3 separate regions of the Mus musculus genome follow, and all the other regions are linked to region 1. The links are chromatin contacts, called in public Hi-C maps. All regions are on one chromosome and are shown on one strand. Each heading gives the region's core, a stretch centred on a gene start, on an enhancer-like site or on the middle of the called end of the contact. The rest is flanking DNA. Distances are from core to core; before and after follow the strand shown.

Region 1 (4,206 bases), core at 1,048-3,547:
TACAAAAGCAAAGTGGGTGGCTCCTGAGGAGTGACATCCAAGGCTGTCCTCTGTTTCTATATGCATGTCCACAACTCTCATGTATACAAGCTTGCATGTGTACACAAGCAAACGCATACACACAAGACAACACTGTCAACTCACAGTTGAGGAGCACCTGGTTCATCTCCCTATTTTGGTAGGTGCAAGTAGCATCGTTGTAGACAGATGGCTACATGTCCTGTTCTCAGAAGTATATAGAGAGGGCAGCGATTCTCAAGCATCCTAATGCTGTGATCCTTTAATATAGTTCCTCATGTTGTGGTGACCCCAAACACAAAATTATTTTTATTGCTACTTCATAACTGTAATTTTGCTTCTGTTATAAACCATAATGTAAATACCTGTTTTCCAATGGTCTTGGTGACCCTGGTGAAAGGGGGTTGAGCATCACTGTTGTGCGGGGAGAGTCTACATCACCTGCACAGTAATTGAGAGACTGGGTTTCCTTGAAGAGCTAGTCTATTAGGTCCTTTACTCTCTATGTTCCCATAGTAGACCTGTTTACTGACTCTCAGATGTGTCTTTGTGTATTTTAGATATATTTCTTAGTGTCCATTTCCCCTTGTCAAGGACTTATGTCCTGCACAAAGAATATCTTAGGTATGCTCATGTGTGTGCATGTATAGATGTGTACGTGTGTGTGCATCATGTGCATGCACCTCTTTGCTTTGATTTCATTTTTTTTTTTTGCTGTAGTCAAAACTTGCTAAATCTTTAACTATAAAATGGACACACCTGTTGATTTATTCTTGCCCAATTTCTGTGATTCTGTTAGTGATAAGCCTTCTAGAAATTTAAACAGCTCAGTTTTCAATTCTTTTGTCAAGAAGACTGTTTAAGGTAATAAAGCTTACTCCACTAGGTTCATGGACATGACCTTCCAAAGTGAAGAAATTGCTGTCCACTGGGGAAAGGTTACTACAAGTGGGAGTATCTTTGTCTGTTCTGAAAATCGTAGCTTTTGGCACGGGTTTCTTTCTGAGATGGCCTGGTTGATTCCAGGCCTTGGATGTAGGAACTGAGACCTATTTGTATGATTACCCCACATATATGGAAACAGCACAGCCTCTACAATTGCTTTCTGTTGAGGATACGGTCATGGTTTGTAGGTTGGCATGGGAGTGAGATGATAGGTTTAGTTGAGATATTGTTGCTCTCTTAGAAAAGATTATTAAAGAAATAACTGTTTGGGGTCAACTCCAGCAAGACTGAGTTTCAAATGCAGTGTAGTCTTTTAACTGAGGCGCGGATGAATAGCTTTTCAAGTGTGTATGAAAGGCAAGAATCCCTAAAGATCAGCTGTTTTAAATAGCACACTCCAGGGACCCAAGGCTTATAACAAAAGGGTAGATATGGCAGAGATGAACCCCCAGGTCCAGCTCTGAGAATCAAGTGTGCTGGCTGGGCTCCCTGAGGTGTTGGGGAATGCCAATCTTGTTGGCTCTGGTTGGTTAGCTAGGGGAGTCTAGTTAGATATGGCCACAATGTCAGTTGGTGTTGACTCTGACCCACATACAAGTGGAAAACACAGCTGAGCTTGGGAAAAACCATAGTATACAAAATACGACAAAAAAAGTTACGTCTTCAATGAACAGGGGCGAAATCTGAGCAGAACTCTCTAACGAAAAATCCGGGACACTAGATGGAATATTACAGCCATGATGGAAAAAGCAGAGTATTTAAAAATACAACAAGATTAGACACATTTCTAGTCCTGGCTTACCACACAGAAAACCTCTTTGATAATTTTATGTGGACAGGAGAATTTGACATATTAGATAAATTTGAATAAATCTGAAAAAGAAAAAAATTAACTTTGGAATTTTGTTTTACAAGTCATGAGGTCCAGGATTTAAAAAAAAATGTTTAAAAACTGTATTTTAGTGTTCTCTATGAGAATTTGTAATTACGGAAGTAGAGAGAGTATTTGGGCATTACTCAAGTTCCAAAGCGTTCTCAATGTTACTTTTCTCAGAGAAGGGGAGGGCGATGACACATATAAGCATATTTAGTTAATAAGCTAGGCCTGTTAGATGGACCAGTTTAGAAAGCATCGGAGGCCAAAGGTCGTGGGTTCAGTAACAAGATTAAGATCTGCTTGATTAGGGTCAGCGGCCGGGAGCTTCACAGCAGACAACGCTGTGACTGTGACATGCTGTCCCTGACTTGTAGGAATGGTGTGACAGATACAGCAAGTGACCCTAAACTCAGAGGGGAAGAGACTGATCCCCAAACTGTCAGAGAGTGCCATGAGCTCAGCCCTCCAGCTGGCCATTTTGTGTGTAGGTTTGTGGGGGGAAGGGTTAGCAGATTGGTTTTGAGTCTTAAGCCATTTTTGAGAATAAAGATATCTGAGGGTCCCTCTAGCCAAATATTCCTTCTGGCGTACCTCTGATTTGAACCATTAGGATGTGGCGAGGTTAACTGACTGTAATGAGGTCCTGCAGCTGGAACTTTGTGTACAACTGAACCCTGGCTTTTAAAGCTCACCCATAGACAATGTTCGCTTTTCTCTGTGTATGCCAGAGATCTTCAATTAGTTTTGAGCTCTGCTCTCTTATGACAGATTTCTTGACAGGTGTCAATAGACATATAAAACTTGGTCTAGTATATAAGAGCTTTTCTGGCTCTTTTTTTTTTTTGATTGTGCAGAATTTTCCATTTCTTCAGTTGGTAAACAGAAAATATGAGATGAAGTCAAAACCGGAACCACGTAGGGCAGTGCATCATGGGTCAGTCAGCTGACCACACGTCAGTCCTTGTTCACCCGAGTGGTTTCAGTGCTAGTGGGTAATGTTATTGCTGTTGTCTCTTCACAGGCGTGTTCATAAGGTTTCACATAAAGGCCACTGAAAGGCTGAGTAAGGATAAACTTAAGGATGTCATTATATTTTTAAATGTTCTCGCTTTGTGTTTCATTATGGCTTAGACCACAGGGCACACTCAGCCATGTTCTGTCATTTCATTCCAGATATACCAGCTCCCCTCACTGGGGAAACTGGGCTAGATTAGGAAACTGATTTATTCAAAGCTTCCAATTTTGTTCCAACTGAGCCAGCCCCACAATAGTTCTTCTTAGTCCGTACAGCATTAACTGAGGGTCCAGTGCCTGCCACACCCTTTTCCAGACACTGGGATGACAATACCAATTCCATTCGGTCCAGCCTGCCTCTGGCTTGTTTCTGGCTATGATTTATGCTGTTGTGGTTTCTGTATCTAGTCTCCAGCAACTGCATGCCTCATCCCTGCATCTTCTATGAGCTCTTCTCTCCTTTCTACCATTTTGAAGAGCGCTCATATACTCATGCATGCATGCATGCCTGACATTGTTTCCTCACTTGTGCAGACTGCAAAGTTGTTTTTGAATTGAGCTTGCTGACCATTTTTCAGGCTACGGTGGGTTACTTACAACTGAGTATTGTCTATCCTAAAAAACTGTTTAGCTCTCTCTCTCTCTCTCTCTCTCTCTCTCTCTCTCTCTCTTTCTCTCTCTCTCTCTCTCTGACACTGTGTGTGTGCACGCGTGTGTGCGAGTGTGTATGTGTGCATGCGTGCGTGCCTGTTGAAGTTCAAGGAAATGTAAGGAAGTAGGCTGCTCTTCAGTTCCAGCTCATGATGCACCGTTGCTCTCTTGCAACAAGCATTGCTCAGATATAGACAAAGAGCAGTGACAGACTCTGGAAGTCTTAGAGATACATCCTGATGACCTCTACAGACAAGAAAACATGGCCGATTAAACATAAATGGAAAAGGCCATGATCTGTATTAGAATTAAATGCTACTGCAGTTCCAGCTAATCTAATGTGTAGTCTCTTAATGTCGTTATATGTACCCTCGGCAGCATCACTAACAAACACAGCCATTTTGCAAGAGTTACATAGGGCCAGTATTCAGACATTTAGATCTGTCCAGCCTTTGTCTTCCAAGCCTAGGGTTATTTTTTAGGCAGGAGAACAACAGCTCAGTTTGTGAAATGGGTCTCTGGTTTTCTGTGCTTGTGAGTCTTCTAGTACTACACGGCTCTGAGTTAAACTAAAAAGCATGTTTTCTGGAAGGAAAACTGAGGCAGGGCAGTGAGAATGGCCTCTGACCTGATTTCTCCTCTCCTGGCTTCTGAGTTCTTATGGTCCTTGATCCCATTTTCTGAGACTTCCTGCTCTAGCT
Region 2 (4,206 bases), core at 924-3,423, 380 kb after region 1:
CAAAGCAGATAAGTTCAAAATGAGGACAGTGCATGAGTAACTGAAGAGCAGTTTATTATGTTTATGGCATTAGTTTTGGCTCTTCTTCCTTCCTTGGAGAGTGAGAGTCCTGAGGTAAGTGAGCTCCATCTGATAAGGCGCCGCAGAAGAGAGCCTTTTGGAACCAATTTAAAAGAACTAAGAAGACAAAATACGACTTGGTATGTTTATTGCTCAGCAGTAACTGTTATCAATCGTAACATAATTCAGGCTTCTTACTGTATGCTCTCAACAGCCCTCTGGCCTTTCATATCCTTTTAATTACATGTTTAATGTCATGTGTTTAATGTCTATATTCCATGATACCTGAAGCCCCACAGATTGTAAATCTCGCCTTGTCAGGAAATGAAGAGTGCAGCAAGTGCCCTGTTCTACTTAGCTGTGCACTTTGGAGCAGTGTGAACACAGCCGAGCTCCCCAGACCCTTCAGACACCACCATGGAAAGCTTCAATCTGCTCTCATTCCACCTACCTTGTCCTGGGTTTGGCATCGGATGCAGTCACACTCAAAGCAGTACTGGTCCCTCAGCTGCTTCCGGCGTTCCTCGCTGGTCATCAGCATGTCCAGGTAGCAGATGGTGAGCTGTGGGAACCGAAGGAAAGGCTTGCATGACTGGTACACTCATTTGCTTCTACTGCTATCATCACTGCTAATGCTTAGAGTAAGACATCAATGGGAGGAAGAGAAAGGAGCCACCTACAGCCTCCTCCCCTGGCGACTGTAATGTGTCTTATTCTAGTCTGGCTCACTGTCAACATACAGACATTACATGCTTAATTTAAAGAATCACGTTTATAACCTGGACACAATTTTGTACTTTATCTTTGTCTTTTGTTTTTCTTCCATCAAACAGAAAAACCTCAGGAGTTATTTCATATTTACTGTCACTAAGGTTTGACCATAAATTCTATGACCCTTGATGACCAGAGAGGCCAGTTTCACTCTGTTCTGGGTCCCTGGTCTTCAGGTAACACCATGGGCATAAACATGTTTCCCCAACACACAAGAATCAAGTTCACAGTTATCAGAACTCTTCTCCCCTTCCTACTCACCTGCAGAGCCTCCCTAGTTAGGAGAGGAGGCAGTAGCTCTATTCATGTTGTCTAGACTGAACCCTTTGTGTCTCCCTGGACTCTAACATCCAAAACCATCAGGAAGTTCTGTTGTATCCACATTAACAATTCATCCAGAAGTGACCACTTTTAATCTTTCCCACTGTTACATCCCAACCTGGCCAACCACCATCTCAGGATGGTCTCCCCACCCCACCCTTGGCCCTTCTCTCCTAGAAGGAATCTCTGCATTCTACAATCTAGCCTTCACCACAATTGAAGTCAGACAGGCTTTCTTCAGTTTGAAATACTGCAATAGCGCCCCCTTTTGTCTGAGGAAAGCCAAGGTCTTACAGAGCAACCCGAGTGTGGCCTCTGGACTGCATAGGCTCAATGCTGAATTGGAGGAAGGAAATACAAAGTCCTCATTTAGAAACTTGTTTACTATTTGGTAAGAATGTGTGTGTGTGTGTGTGTGTGTGTGTGTGTGTGTGTGTGTGTGTGTGTGTTTCTAATGATAAAACGTTTTGTTATGGTTACTGTTTTTAAATATTCATTTTTCAAATTTGTCAAAAATATTAAGTCTGATGACCCAAGTAAAATATGGGTCTTTCATCACTGGGGACAGAGAAGCAAGAGCTTCATATAAGCTGCACCCACTCCTTTGAACGCATGGCCCTCCCTGTACGTTCCCTTCCCCCTTTTCCATGGCTCTTGCTGCTCTGGCTAGTCTGGCCTCTTTGTTGTCCCTTCATATTTTCCCTTCAGGCCTGAGTTCTCCCAGATCCACCAAGGTGGCCTCTCTGGTCCTCTTCCATTTCAATCAAATCCCATTTTCTCTAGGAGGCCTAACCTGCAGCCTATTTAAAATAACAACTGGCTCCTGCCACACCCAGCGCTCCTCCCCTCCCCCTTGTCTTCCTTTGCTTTACTCTGGTAATGGATACCAGCTTGTACTATACAGTATACATGACTTATTTATCTGTTTTCAAATGCAGAACATAATTATGGGTGTGGGGGAGTTGGGGATATTGCAGGGAGGAGGGGGCAGGGTTATCTGTTGAAAGACTTGACAAAATGCCCCAGAGCAAACACTCCATGTGGTTTTTCTTAACTGAAAACAAAGCACCCCGTGTCTACTAAACATGATTATACTTGTTTGAAGTCAAGGTAGGGCAGAGAAGGCCTCTGACAGAAAATGACTTTAAGGTGGCCTCCTTGAGGAGGAGGAAGTCTGGCCAGCCACATGGGTCAGACTCACTGTCACCAGGGTGACAGAAGACAGAACCTGAGCTGACTCCCTGGCTCATCACAGAGGCTCATGTTAGAAAGCTGTGGGTGCCTTCTTCCACAGAAGAACTAATGTCTGCCCCAAGAGTATAGATCTGGTCTTGCAGGAACACCTCTGGTGAGTGCTGCACTCCTGAAGTAACTGCAACAGAAAAAAACCTAAAAGGAGCTGGGATCTGCATTTGACCCGATTCAAGCCTGACTCTTTCACCTGGACTGCAGCAGGTACCCTTCTTGGGGTGGCAGTGGAGCCTACGAACAGAAGGAGCCTCTACAGCCCCACCGTGGAATATATACAGCACAAGCTACACAGAGCAGTGGTGGTGGCTGGCTCTTTTGGCTAAGACAATGGTCATCTTTTCATTTCCTCCATCTCTCTCTTGCATTTGAAGGCAGGGCAGAGGAGAAAGGGCTACAGTACAAGGCCAGTTCCCATGCCTTTTGGAGAACACCAGGTTCCACAGACCAAGCAACTAGTCTCAAAGCGTATATTCGAGAACATCTTTATCAGTAAGTTTGGGGCTGTACACTCATCCTGTATCCTCAGACTCTCTGGTCCTGGACAGATCCCCACACAGGTGAGGGGGCAGCTGGTGACTATGCTCCCTGTAGAATTCATTCTAAGACCCCGTTTCTCAGCCCAGCCTAAAGACCAGAAGTCACTAGTCATCGCTGTCAGGTCAAGCAGAAGCTCTTGGGTAATTCCAAGCTACTGTGAAGCCACCAACTCAACAGTGTCTGGCTCTAAAACTGCATTATAAGGACTACAACTCATGTGTGACTGCCGGGCAGGAGACTAGTTATTTTGTCTCACCCCAATAAATAGGGTCTCACAGTCTTTCTGGGTAGCCTGTAATGCCTGAAGCCTTTACCCAAGCAATGGCTTTCTAACTTGCCTCCTAGGGGCTTTTTCTACCTTTTTACCTTCTAAACTGATGAGAGAGGGGGAGGGGGAAAATGAGGGAGAGGGGAAGGGGGAGGGGGAGGAGGAGGGAGAACACGCTCCCTAACACCCATAGCTGGTTGAGTCATTCCTCTATGTGAAGACTTCAGGCAGCTTCTTCCTGCCTATGGATGGAGCCCCACAAGTCTTTTCTCCTAGACTGATTGTAGGTCTACTTCCTCGTCTCAGATGTCTTTTCCTGTGCCTCATAGAGTCTTGACTATACAGCTGTCTACGCCCCCTCCCTCTGGGATAGGGACTCCTTATCTTTTCTGTGCCTCTTTCATGCCACTGAAGTTTGCAAACTATACTGTACCAAAGCTGAGGGGCTCAGCAGCAAGAACATTCCGGAAGCACGCAGCTAGCTTGAAATGGCAGCTCAATCATTTTATCAAGCAAAGATAAAAACCTTTATTAAAGGCTCATAGATTTGAAAGTTTAAATGGAGTCACTGCTCACTACATGCGGGGCGGGCACACACACAAACCACGGCCATTGATCAACTGGTGCTTTAATGGCACAGAACAAAATCGCATTAAAATATTAATGCTCTGACCATTGCTCTGCCATTTAAGTGTAACTCTTATGAAAAAAATGCATAAATCATTTCCAGCTTTAGAGCAATATTGCAGAGGTTTCAGGGACTTGGTTATGGTGCCTCTGTTCAAATCACATAGCGGAGAAAACTGTTTTCCCTGAAACCATCTTTCCCATCAACAACGGAGTGCAGAATAAAACCAAATCTTGTTTTCATTTTTGTAGTATATTGTCACAGTTACACATTTTTCCAATACTAGCTCAAAGTTTAAAAAAAAAATCACTTCATCTTAAAGTCACTTTTGTCCCTTTTCTTTGTCACACAAATTCTACTAATTTTGGTT
Region 3 (4,206 bases), core at 575-3,074, 360 kb after region 1:
TGTTGGAGAAGGATATGTTCCCACTGCAGTGTGGTATTTGCCACATACCCAGATACTGGCCACAATTTAAAACACAAAATCCCGCACTGGCTCAGGATCCATATTCTCAAACAACAGCAGCAAGGGCTAGCTGGGAAGTGGGGTCAGTGAACTTCCCTGGCTTCTACTTAAACATCATCCGAAGTCACTTCAAGTTCTCTTGCCCAAAGTTCCCCAGCCTCTTCTCCCTGGATGGATTAAGGTCACACACACCCCTGCTACAAAGATGGTAAACTGATACCCCAGAGTTGGTTTCTTGAATGTAAAAACAGATGATTCTACAAAAATCTTACAACCACAAAAAAAAAAAAAAAAAAAAAAAAAGATGCCAGTCAACACAGCTGGATTCAACTAGCCAGAGGCTTCCTCTGGTTTCAAAGTAGACACGGTGCCTTTCAGGGGCCAGTAGTCACCAGGAATGAGAGAGCCAAGTTTCCTCAATAGGGTAGGGTCCTGGCACAGGTGGCTGGACACATCCTTGGGAAGTGGCTGCTGGCAACATCCGATGAAGCATTAGAGGTACCAATCCGGGTTTACCTTGCAACAGGAAGCCACAGACAACTCTACTTGCTAGGTTTGCAAGCGCTTGATGTTGGAACTCTTGTGCTAGCTTAATTTCAGATGGTTCTCATTAAAATGGAGAAAGAGAAGGGCGATCTGCCTTCCTGTGTTTCCTGTTATCCGATCCCCACGTAAACTCTAATTAGATTGATCAGAGAGGAGGAGGAGGATAGGATCGGAACGGAATTAAGGAACACTTATAAACTTCCCTAGTGAGGCAACAATTCCAGTGTGTTAAAAGGAAGAAGGGGTACTCTGTTACTTTATATTAAAAAGAAAGTAGCATACGGTTCAAATAGCATGCCTGTCCTCTGGAGAGGGGCAGGGAGCCCTGAAATAAAACCCAGGATGGGAACAGTCTAATCTTCAGTGTCTTTGACTGCAGTACTTTGGTTCATGGATAACATACTGGGACTAATAGATTAGCTCACAGGCTCATTCAAGAACCTTTATGATTAACAGGAAACATCAACTGGAACCAATTTCCACTTCCTTTGGCAAAAATACCTGAAAGCAGTCCAGGTTTAACTTAGGGGGAGAAAACGGTTCTTTCATAACATGGGAAAAAAGGCTGAAACCAGAGCATTCACCATTGTATGAACCCCACGGCAGCCAATGGGCACAGTGGGCACGAAGGGGTGTGGAGGGAAAGGCAAGAATGCTTGCTACTTAAGACAGAATCAAACTGCTGTGTGCCCCGATCAGGCATTAGGGAGCAAAGGTGTGTCTGCTTTTCACTCTGGCACAAACCGGCTTTGTAGAAACTACACAGTTTTACAAGGCAATGTCCGTGCAACCCATCTCAGGTTCAAGGTTAAATTTCCAGTGACGGAGAAGTTCCAGGAGGAAGGGGACGTTCACGTCACAGCGAAGCTCCTGCAACCACCAAAGCCATTTACACTGGCAACACCCGCATCTACAAAAGTTGGGGCTTTCTGAGAGCTGAGCCACACCAGTGGAGCCTGCTGACGATCCGTTTTTACAGGCAGCATTCTGCAGGGAACAGGCATGATGGACCAACATGCAGAGGCAGTTAAACATTCTGGGAGGATATTTAAGGGAGCACCTCTTTGCATCTTCCCCATGCTGCAGAGTCAAGCGCCTGAGAACGCACAGTGGGGATCATACAAAGCGTGAGGCTACTGGCTTGGCTCGCAAAGGCACATTCAAACGAATTCTTTTCACATTTGTGGAGAAACTATCCAACGGATGGCTTGTGCGGCTGTAAATGCATGTGACTCAGGCCGAGTTCTGCCAGTCTCCTTTTGTAAACACCACGAGGTGGGAGGTTTGAGACTCTGGGAAAAATGCAAAGATTTTTACAGGAAAACTGTCCTAATGCAGGCAGCCATGAAGATAAAGTACACCCCGCCCCCTGCGTGCCCCAAATTTCAGGACAGGTTTTATTTTAATGGAGACTGAAACCACAGCTCTCTGCTCCTTAATCTTTTTTATGTCCCTTACTGGGAGCAGCTGCTTTCACTCACCTCTACATACAGACAGGAAATTGCTTCAAACTACAACAGAACAGATTTAAGGGGCAACATCCTGATGGTGAAGGTTAGGATGGGCTAGATGCAGGCGTTCCAAAGACATTTCAAAATAGGATGAGGGCTGGCTGTGTGCTAGAGCCCTCGCCAGGCCATTGGCTTGATCCCCAGCACTGAATTGATCACTGGACAATTTTAGGTCGCAGGCTCGAGGCATTGTGTGGCAGAAACCACGAAAGCAGCATCAAGGAGTTGGGACTCAGCTCCCAGCTCTGCTGTTGGCCAGTCAGTTGCAAGACTCAGAGCTAGACCCAGTGCCTCGGTGAAAACTCGATTATGGTTACCATGGAGATGGAAACTAATCGTTCCAGTCCATTGGTCACATAGGTGTCTGCGGTGCCTGAGGACAGTTCTTAGACTCAGAGAGTAGAGACTTTGAGCATGTGTGGTCCTGCAAATTGCAAGCCCCTTCCTTCCTTCTTTCTTCCCCTTCTTCCTTCTATTTTAAGCTGAGTTTTCTCCAGCACCACCCCAGCCAGAACAGAGAGAGTATGTGGCACAGAACAAAGACTGTACTCAACATGGCACCGCCTGTTGCCAAGCCCAGACTTGGACCAAGGGTATTTAATTTGTGTGCTTCCCCTGACATCCATGATTGTAACGGTCAGTAGGGGTGATAGCCAAAACCCAGGCAGCTTATGGCATTTGTTTATCTCCTAAGACAAGCACATCAGATTACTTAACCTGTAATCCCCAAACAAGTGGTGAGTTTGGCTGGGGCCCACACTTGCAATTTCAGATAACCAGTCAGTCCTGTGACACAAGTGTAGAGACACTTTTAAAGAAGGTCAGCGCTGGGGTAACCAAAGAAAATTATGTCATTAGGGAATCAGAAGCCACGCCTTAATATCTGTTAGTGCAACTTCTGGTAGCACACTAATCTATCTTTCTCTCTTTTATTTTTCAGAGCTTGGATGCACAAATCCACAAGAACTTCCTTATGCTTAATGAGGCCACATCGGACTCCTCTGACCTCGTGCCAAATGAACAAAAAGCTCAAGAAGACTATGTCACAGTTTGAGGGGTACAACATCAAAACTTTGCTTAAAAGTAGAGGAGGTCTATCTTGTCTTTCAATAAGTATGCAGACACATACTTCCGGAGTCTGGTGCTCCTGAGGGGTGCAGGGGTCACTGCAGAAGGCCATCACTCCCAGGCTATGGGGTTGACAGGGCCACCCCTTTTTCACCTTGGGAAGAGAGGAGGCCAGCATATGGCATGGCTCTTCTTCATCCTACCTCATAGCCACAAGTGACCCTGCTCTGAACCACCAAGACTCGGATGCTCTTCTTAGCAACTGTGCATCCCAGGGAAGTGAAGTGCTGTCTGGCTGCATGGCCCGTCTTTCCCCTGGCGCCCCACCAACAGAAAGCACATGTCTGCATTTTATATTCCCGTAAACTCCAGCCTGGCCCCGGGCCAGAGACCTCTTTGTAATGTCAAAGATAAAAGCTCTGGCTGTGTTTGGCACCCTGCCCCCACCTCCATTTCCTTGTAACCGTCTTATAAACTGAGCATGCATGACTGTTAACAGAGCTTTCCAGACAGAGGTCTGACGGTACTCCAAAAAAACGTCCCCAGAGGGTGAGTGGAGGTGTCCCTATGGCCTCACAGCCCCCAACGAGAAAGGCTGGAGAGGGGCAAGGGATCGCACACAGGACCTGCTGGGAACTGTGGGGAGATCTAGAAATACAGACTCAAATGCATTCTCTGAACATTTTAGCTCCCCAAAGAGGGTGTTCACTGAGCCAGGGTCCTGGGCATATTTCACTGGAACCCAGCATGCTGACAACATCAAATCTTTTTGGCTCCAAACAGTATAAGTATAAACTATATTGCTGTAATATAAGGTCCTCATCAAACTTTGGCTGTCCTAAAATGGCATTTGGGGTACACAAAATGCTGTGATTCTCTCTTCTCATCTCAGGGTCCCCAGTGCCAGGGGTACTGTGGTGTCACCTAAGGAAACTTGTAAGATCTTACTTTTTGCTTCTTTTTAATTATTTTCTTTTTGGGTTATACTCTTTGTATGTCCAAATTATATGGCCCTAGCCAT

Evidence for each region. A called contact is a pair of places that touch in the nucleus more often than the background predicts.
Region 2: a Hi-C map of the N1E-115 cell line shows a contact between it and region 1, with 4 times the contacts expected there. The contact joins two enhancer-like sites. A contact is called at or near these places in 3 of 484 Hi-C or Micro-C datasets (the N1E-115 cell line, cardiomyocytes and nephron progenitors) and 1 of 9 other capture datasets (embryonic stem cells).
Region 3: a contact with region 1 is called in a Hi-C map of the N1E-115 cell line, with 3 times the contacts expected there. The contact joins two enhancer-like sites. A contact is called at or near these places in 7 of 484 Hi-C or Micro-C datasets (the G1E-ER4 cell line, the N1E-115 cell line and uterus), 1 of 115 datasets of contacts at active chromatin or transcription factors (cardiomyocytes) and 1 of 9 other capture datasets (embryonic stem cells).

The regions. Positions count from the first base shown.
Region 1 is chr1:178,701,589-178,705,794 of GRCm38.p6, forward strand. All of the region lies in intron 3 of Kif26b (kinesin family member 26B), which reads left to right. Among named protein-coding and RNA genes, the nearest start is that of Gm24405, 67 kb to the left of the region's middle. Within about 2 kb of position 2,298, at least 1 of the 459 cell types and tissues checked has an H3K27ac peak or open chromatin away from gene starts, as enhancers often do. A contact at or near this core is called in the N1E-115 cell line, where this site is marked.
Region 2 is chr1:179,085,813-179,090,018 of GRCm38.p6, forward strand. Smyd3 (SET and MYND domain containing 3) reads right to left here. Exons shown (of 12, transcript NM_027188.4): 8 at 512-622. Among named protein-coding and RNA genes, the nearest start is that of Gm31349, 240 kb to the right of the region's middle. Within about 2 kb of position 2,174, at least 20 of the 459 cell types and tissues checked have an H3K27ac peak or open chromatin away from gene starts, as enhancers often do. A contact at or near this core is called in the N1E-115 cell line, where this site is marked.
Region 3 is chr1:179,058,382-179,062,587 of GRCm38.p6, forward strand. All of the region lies in intron 8 of Smyd3 (SET and MYND domain containing 3), which reads right to left. Among named protein-coding and RNA genes, the nearest start is that of Gm31349, 270 kb to the right of the region's middle. Within about 2 kb of position 1,825, at least 88 of the 459 cell types and tissues checked have an H3K27ac peak or open chromatin away from gene starts, as enhancers often do. A contact at or near this core is called in the N1E-115 cell line, where this site is marked.